2 separate regions of the Oryctolagus cuniculus genome follow, and region 2 is linked to region 1. Evidence: chromatin contacts called from public Hi-C data. All regions are on one chromosome and are shown on one strand. Each heading gives the region's core, a stretch centred on a gene start, on an enhancer-like site or on the middle of the called end of the contact. The rest is flanking DNA. Distances are from core to core; before and after follow the strand shown.

Evidence for each region. Hi-C and Micro-C count contacts between places; a contact is called where the count stands out from the background.
Region 2: a Hi-C map of an unstated tissue shows a contact between it and region 1, with 6 times the contacts expected there. The contact joins two enhancer-like sites. A contact is called at or near these places in 3 of 6 Hi-C or Micro-C datasets (ear pinna, skin fibroblasts and an unstated tissue).

Annotation. Positions count from the first base shown.
Region 1 is chr21:19,254,293-19,257,254 of mOryCun1.1, forward strand. The region is part of intron 5 of KIAA1671 (KIAA1671 ortholog); the gene reads left to right. Among named protein-coding and RNA genes, the nearest start is that of KIAA1671, 95 kb to the left of the region's middle. Within about 2 kb of position 1,544, at least 2 of the 8 cell types and tissues checked have an H3K27ac peak or open chromatin away from gene starts, as enhancers often do.
Region 2 is chr21:19,324,285-19,327,367 of mOryCun1.1, forward strand. The region is part of intron 5 of KIAA1671 (KIAA1671 ortholog); the gene reads left to right. Among named protein-coding and RNA genes, the nearest start is that of CRYBB3, 27 kb to the right of the region's middle. Within about 2 kb of position 1,642, at least 2 of the 8 cell types and tissues checked have an H3K27ac peak or open chromatin away from gene starts, as enhancers often do.

The sequences.
Region 1 (2,962 bases), core at 294-2,793:
AGAGGTTTTCCATCCACTGGTTCACTCCCCAATTGGCTGCAATGGCTGGAGCAGTGCCGATCCAAAGCCAGGAGCTTCTTCTGGGTCTCCGATTGTGGGCGCAGAGGCCAAGGACTTGGGCCATCTTCTACTGCCCTCCCAGGCCATAGCAGGGAGCTGGATGGGAAGTGGAGCAGCTGGGATGTGAACCGGCGCCCATATGACATGCTGGCACTGCAGGCTTTACCCACTATGCCACAGTGCTGGCCCCACCTAAATATTTCTAAGGTGCAGTGAAGCATGACTGAGAATGTTGTCCAGGGATTTGGTCTGAATTACTGTGGTTTAAGAAAACCCCTGGCAGGTTTGAGAAAGCCAGATGTTTTATGGAGAGAAGCTGAGATAGGAAACTGAAGGTGTATTCTCTTTAACATTACGTTAATATTTTATGTCAAGCACATTGACATGAATAAGCTATAACAGGTTTATGCTGATACAATTTTATTATTTTTAAAGATTTTTAAAAAATATATTTGAAAGGCAGAGTTACAGAGAAAGATCTTCCATCCTCTGGTTCACTCCCCAGATGGCTACAACAGCCAGGACTGGGCCGGGCTGAAGCCAGAAGCCCAGAACTCCATCCAGGTCTCTCACATGGGTGCAGGGACCCAAGCACTTGGGCCGTCCTCTGTTGCCTTCCCAGGCGCATTAGCAGGGAGCTGGATGGGACGTGGAGCAGCCGGGACTTGAACCTGTGCCCCTTCAGGCTGCTGGTGGCGTCGCCCACAGCGCCACATTGCTGGCCCCGACACAATATGCTTCGTGGTTGTGATACAGAGGTGGGAACAGAGTAATGGATTTTTACTTTGTTCCTCCTATGGGCCAGTCTCGTGGTTTGCCAGGGCTGCCGTGAGGCTGTAACACAAGAAATCGATTCACTCACAGGTCTGGAGCGTGCAGGTGCAACGTCTGGATGTTGTCTGGTTTGGTTTCTGCCGAGGCCACTCCCCTGGGCTCCCAGGTGGCTGCCAGCTTGCTGGGTCCTCCCCTGGTCTTTCCTGCGTCTGTGTGCCCAGATGTCGATGGGTCCACAGTTCCTCCTCTTAGGAAGACAGCGGCTGCGTTGGGTTGGGGTCCACCCTCAGAGCCTCTGTGAGTGCAGTCCCGTGCAGGGCACTAAGGGTTAGGGACACAGTGCAGCCGTGAGAACCAGGCGCTGGGCAAAGCAGTTGGTAGCGCTGCAGTTTAACCTCACAGCCGCCCTGCGAGGGGGCCACTGTTCTCCCTCCCCCCGCATTGCAGGTGAGCAAGACGGGGCTCAGAGAGGTGAAGCCACTTGCACAAAGTCACACAGCTGGCCGGCGGTGCAGCTGTCTAGCCCAGGTGCCTGCCCTGTGTTAGTTTACATTTATAATTTGATCTTGGCTGGGGCTTGCCTCTTTTTTTTTTTTTTAAGCCTTTCATGTTCTAATGAGTTTATCCAGCATTTCCTCAGGGCCTCTCTGGACCTGCCCCGTCCCCATGGAAGGCCTGGATTGGGAGAGATGAAGGCAGAGGGAACGTGCCAGCCCCCCAGTGCTGTCCTGGCTTGCCCAGGCCCTACCCGGCCCAGCCTGCTTGGCCACCTGCCCCTGGGCCAGGCAGGGCCGCCCCTCCCAGCTCAGCAGCCTCGCCCAGTGAAAGCAGCTTTTGTGCTCCTGTGTGTTGCCCTGGGGGGATCAGCGAAGCCTCAGTTTGGGAAGAACGCGGCCACCTGCCTCCTGAGTGCAGGTCAGCCCCAGTGGCTGTCTCCCAGGCTGACGGGGCAAGGTGGCGGCCTGGGTTACCCTCCTGGGTGCACGGGGTCGACGCAGTTTGCTTTGTAGCTTGTCAGAGCTTCCCAGGTTCTGTAGGGCCCACGGGGCAGGGGCGTGGAGAGGGAGGGTCCAGGGCGTTGGTTCTGGTCTTAAATAACCAGCCACGCTGGAGCCCAGCGGGCTGAACAGACTGCTTATGTCTCTCCCGGCTTCCGTGGGTCGGGAGTCAGGCGGGCCTCAGCGGAGACAGCTGCTCCGTATCTGGGGCATCTGCAGAGGGGCCCTGAGAAGCTGACTGCTAGAATCTTCTAGACACTTCCTCACCTTCGTGCCTGGTGCCTGTGTTGATTCCAGGGCGGGGCCTCTCTGGGATCTGCGGCTCAGGGCTCCTAAAGGGAGCCTCCCGCTGTGGGCTGGGGCGTGGAGCGCTGGCCACGTGAGCCGTTGCTGGGGCCAAGAAGGCAGGTGCACCTCTCTCTTTGTGAGGAAAAGTCACTTCTGCAGTTGGTGGGGGCAGCCACGCGGGGGAGGGGAGAAGGGGCCGAGACGGTGCCGCCGGGCAGGTGTTCAGTGCGGTCTCCTGTCCGAGTGCCTGAGTCCAGTCCGGGCTCCTCGGCCTCACACCAGCTTCCTGCCGATGAGCACCCTGGGAGGCAGCGGGCGATGGGTCAGGTCTTTAGATCCACATCAGCCGTGTGGGAGACCCAGCCCCAGCCCGTGCAGCCACCTGCAGAGTGAACCAGTAGATAGAAGATTCTCTCTCTCTTTCTCTCTCCCTTTTTAACTAAAGCGAAAAACAAACAATAAGATTTCAAGAACCCAGCACACGTGGAAGGAAAGGAAATGTTGCCAGGCAATGTTGCCCCACCCCCACCCCGGGCAGGGGACTCCGGGCACGCTGTCCTAGGCAGGCGGCAGGGCCGGGACCAGGGCCCAGGCCCACAGAGCCCCGGCAGCTCGGTGCTCGGTGCGGAACGTGCTGCAGGCGGAAGCTGTGGGCTCACTTTCCCCTTCTCTGCTAAACTTAGAATATTCCTGGAGTTCTTGGGAGTTCGCACTCAGCCGTCTGAGTCATCTCCCGCGCACCCTTCGGTGCTTATTTCAAGCAGTTTCACTCCTGGGTGCTGAAGGCGCCCACCCTCCCCCCACCCCAGAGCCCTGCTCCACCTGCAGCTCTGCACCCCTGC
Region 2 (3,083 bases), core at 392-2,891, 70 kb after region 1:
GTTTCGGGGTCTCAGTTTCTGTGTCTGCAAAGGAGAGCCGGCTGCACGGACTCAGGAGTGGGGGCTCCCAGGTCTCAGAGGACTCGGCGTTTCTCGTCTGCCAATGCACAGGGCTGGGGTGTAGACCAGGGACGGCTGACAAATCGGGGAGTAATCCGACACAGCTCCACTGCCTCCCTTCATCTGAGGGTTTTCAGGCTGTCTTGCTTACTGCCTTCAAGCTAATTTTTGAAAATCTGACTTGTTGAAAGTTATAGAAAGCCGGCGCCGTGGCTCAATAGGCTAATCCTCCACCTTGCGGCGCCGGCACACCGGGTTCTAGTCCCGGTCGGGGCGCCGGATTCTGTCCCGGTTGCCCCTCTTCCAGGCCAGCTCTCTGCTATGGCCAGGGAGTGCAGTGGAGGATGGCCCAGGTGCTTGGGCCCTGCACCCCATGGGAGACCAGGAAAAGCACCTGGATCCTGGCTCCTGCCATCGGATCAGCGCGGTGCGCCGGCTGCAGCGGCGGCCATTGGAGGGTGAACCAACGGCAAAGGAAGACCTTTCTCTCTCTGTCTCTCTCTCTCACTGTCCACTCTGCCTGTCAAAAAAAAAAAAAAAAAAAAAAAAAAAAAAAAAAAAGTTATAGAAAGGTTGGTAGGTAGTTGATGTTGTTGGTGGTTGTTGGTGATTGTTGGTGGTGGTTGTTGGTAGTAGTTGATGTTGGTGGTTGTTGGGGGTCCCTGGGAGAGGGTAAGAAGAGAGAGGGGAGGCAGGAGAGTGACCCTGAAGGAGCAGAAGACCTCCCAAGTCCCCCACTATTGAGGGCCCTGTAGGTGGCATTTATGGTGTTGAACTTGACCCCGAGGGCCTTGGGGAGCCAGGCCAGCAGGGTGTGGAGCAGGGCCCTGCAGGCTCAGGGTGCCGTCTAGGGGAGGAGAGAGGGGAGAGGGCACATGGCAGGCGGAGGTGGGGAGAGAAGCGGCGAGCTGCCTGGGGCTGGTGGAATGTTCCAGACAGAGGTGGTGAGAGATGCTGCCCTCGGGAATCCCAAGCTGGTGGAGGGAGAAGACCTGTCCTTCTCTGCCCTAGGAATGTCGGATTCTTGAGCCTGAATCCTAGTCCTTGGGTGAATAGCTGGGATCTACCGGACTGTGGCCAGACACCACTGGGTCCAGGGCTGCCCAGAGCGAGCCCAGATCCCACCCTCGGGATCCTACAGAACCTGCGCTGACTCCAGAGCCCCACCTGTGGGTCCCCTCCCCAGTCCCTGGGCCTGGGCCATCTCTATCCTGGGGGCGGCGGTGGCAGCGGCGGCGGGGGAGGGTGTATGAGGTCCCAAGAAGAGGCACACCTTGCCAAGTCTCACTTCTCCTGCCTGACCGGGGAGGGAGTGAAGGCGTTCTAAGAATAGCAGCTCCCGTTGGGTGCACCTGTTAGGAGCACCTGCTGCAGGCCCGGCGCTGGGCGTCACACTTTCCAGAGATCTTTCTCCTTGCAGCCTCCACACAGCCCTCGCTTTAGCAGTGAGAAAACCAAGGCTTGGATAGGTGGAGCCACTTGGTCAGCTGGGGCGGAGCAGGGACAGCAAGCCCCGCCTCTCCCTCCCTACCCCCAGCCCCAGCTGTGAAATGGCTCCCAGCTGTTGCTTCTCTGCCTTCCCCCTGGGCTTAGCACACACATACAGGGGCAGGCTGAGGGTCCAGCTTGCAGCACTACAAGGGACTGGAAGCACCATTGGCCTCTGAACTGACCCCTGGTGGGGATTCAGCTGTTGAGTGGCCGGTTCCATCACCTCTTTAAAAATAGCTGGCAGCTGGGAGCACACCCGGGCGATCATTTCCATTCCTGAGCTCCAGGGAGGATCCTGCCAAGGGTGCCGTGCCTCCAAGGCATAGGCACGGAAGGTGCCCACCATGGGCACTGACTCCATCCCGAGCCCCACAAGCTGCCTGAGACGGCTTGGAGCTGGGGGCTGTCCCAAGGCTGGCGAGCTCACCAGCAGGCAAAGTCTTCCAAGTCCACTGCCCTGCGGCCAGCCCGTCTGTACTTAGGAACTCCTCCTACGGGAGGGAGCACGGGGCTGTGTTGGCTTCGCCTCCGGGATGTGGGTCGAGTTGTTGATCATAGCACTAAGTGAACCTCGCCGAAGCCGTGCAGCGGAGTAGCCTCAGCCGTATATGATGAGGGTATAGTGGAATTGACCTAGGGAAATTTCCGGGCAGGACTGTGCCGGGCCATCCATGCCCTTGGGGTGACCCCACTGCCTCCCTGTGGCTGAGAGAGGGAGGCTGTTCCCCCGACACGCCCTTCACAGAGGTTTGCTCAGCTAAGCATCCGAGAAGCTGAGCAGCAAGTGGGCTCCCCCGTCAATCACCCCAACTCCACCTGCTAAGCACCTACTATGTGCCAGGCAGACGCCACGTGGGGAGCAAAGGTGGCAGAACACCCCAGCCCTAAAGGGTGCCTCTGAGGAGATGCAGGGCCCTGGGGCTGTGTGTTGTGATGCCGCCCCTTTCCGGTTCCCTGATGCCTGGCACATAGTAGGTGTGCAGTAAATCCTTGTTGGGTAAATAGCTTGTGAGTAAAAACCGGACCTGGTGCAAGTGATGAGGCGTCCAGGGGGAAGGAGAGGCACGGCCGGGTGCAGTGGCTCTGGGTGGGGGCAGGCAGGAAGAGGGGAAGGGCTCAAGCAAAGCCACGCAGGCCAGGGCATGCGAGGCCTGTGCGGGGTACAGAGGGGAGTACGGGGGAGGAGGTGGGGTAGGCGTGTGTTTGGAGCAAGGCTGAGGGATGGGGCTGGGCAGGAGCCGTGGGACCTGGGCTCTCAGTGGGAAGACAGTAGGGAGCTTTTGAAGGTTCTTGAGCAGAAGAGAGGGAGAAGCTCCAGCCAGCCCAGTTTGCCTCCTGAGCGCCAGTGGGATGCAGGGAGTGAAGATGCTCCCGGGTGGTCCTCCCAGAGTTGGGGCCAAGGCGGTTGTGACCCCTGGCCCCCATCTCCACATCCGTCCTGGGAAGAATGACTGGGAGTGCCATCCGATGCCCAGGCCACCAAGGCCATTTACATTGTCCCTGGGTCCAGCTTCTCCAGCATCTCCCAGCTT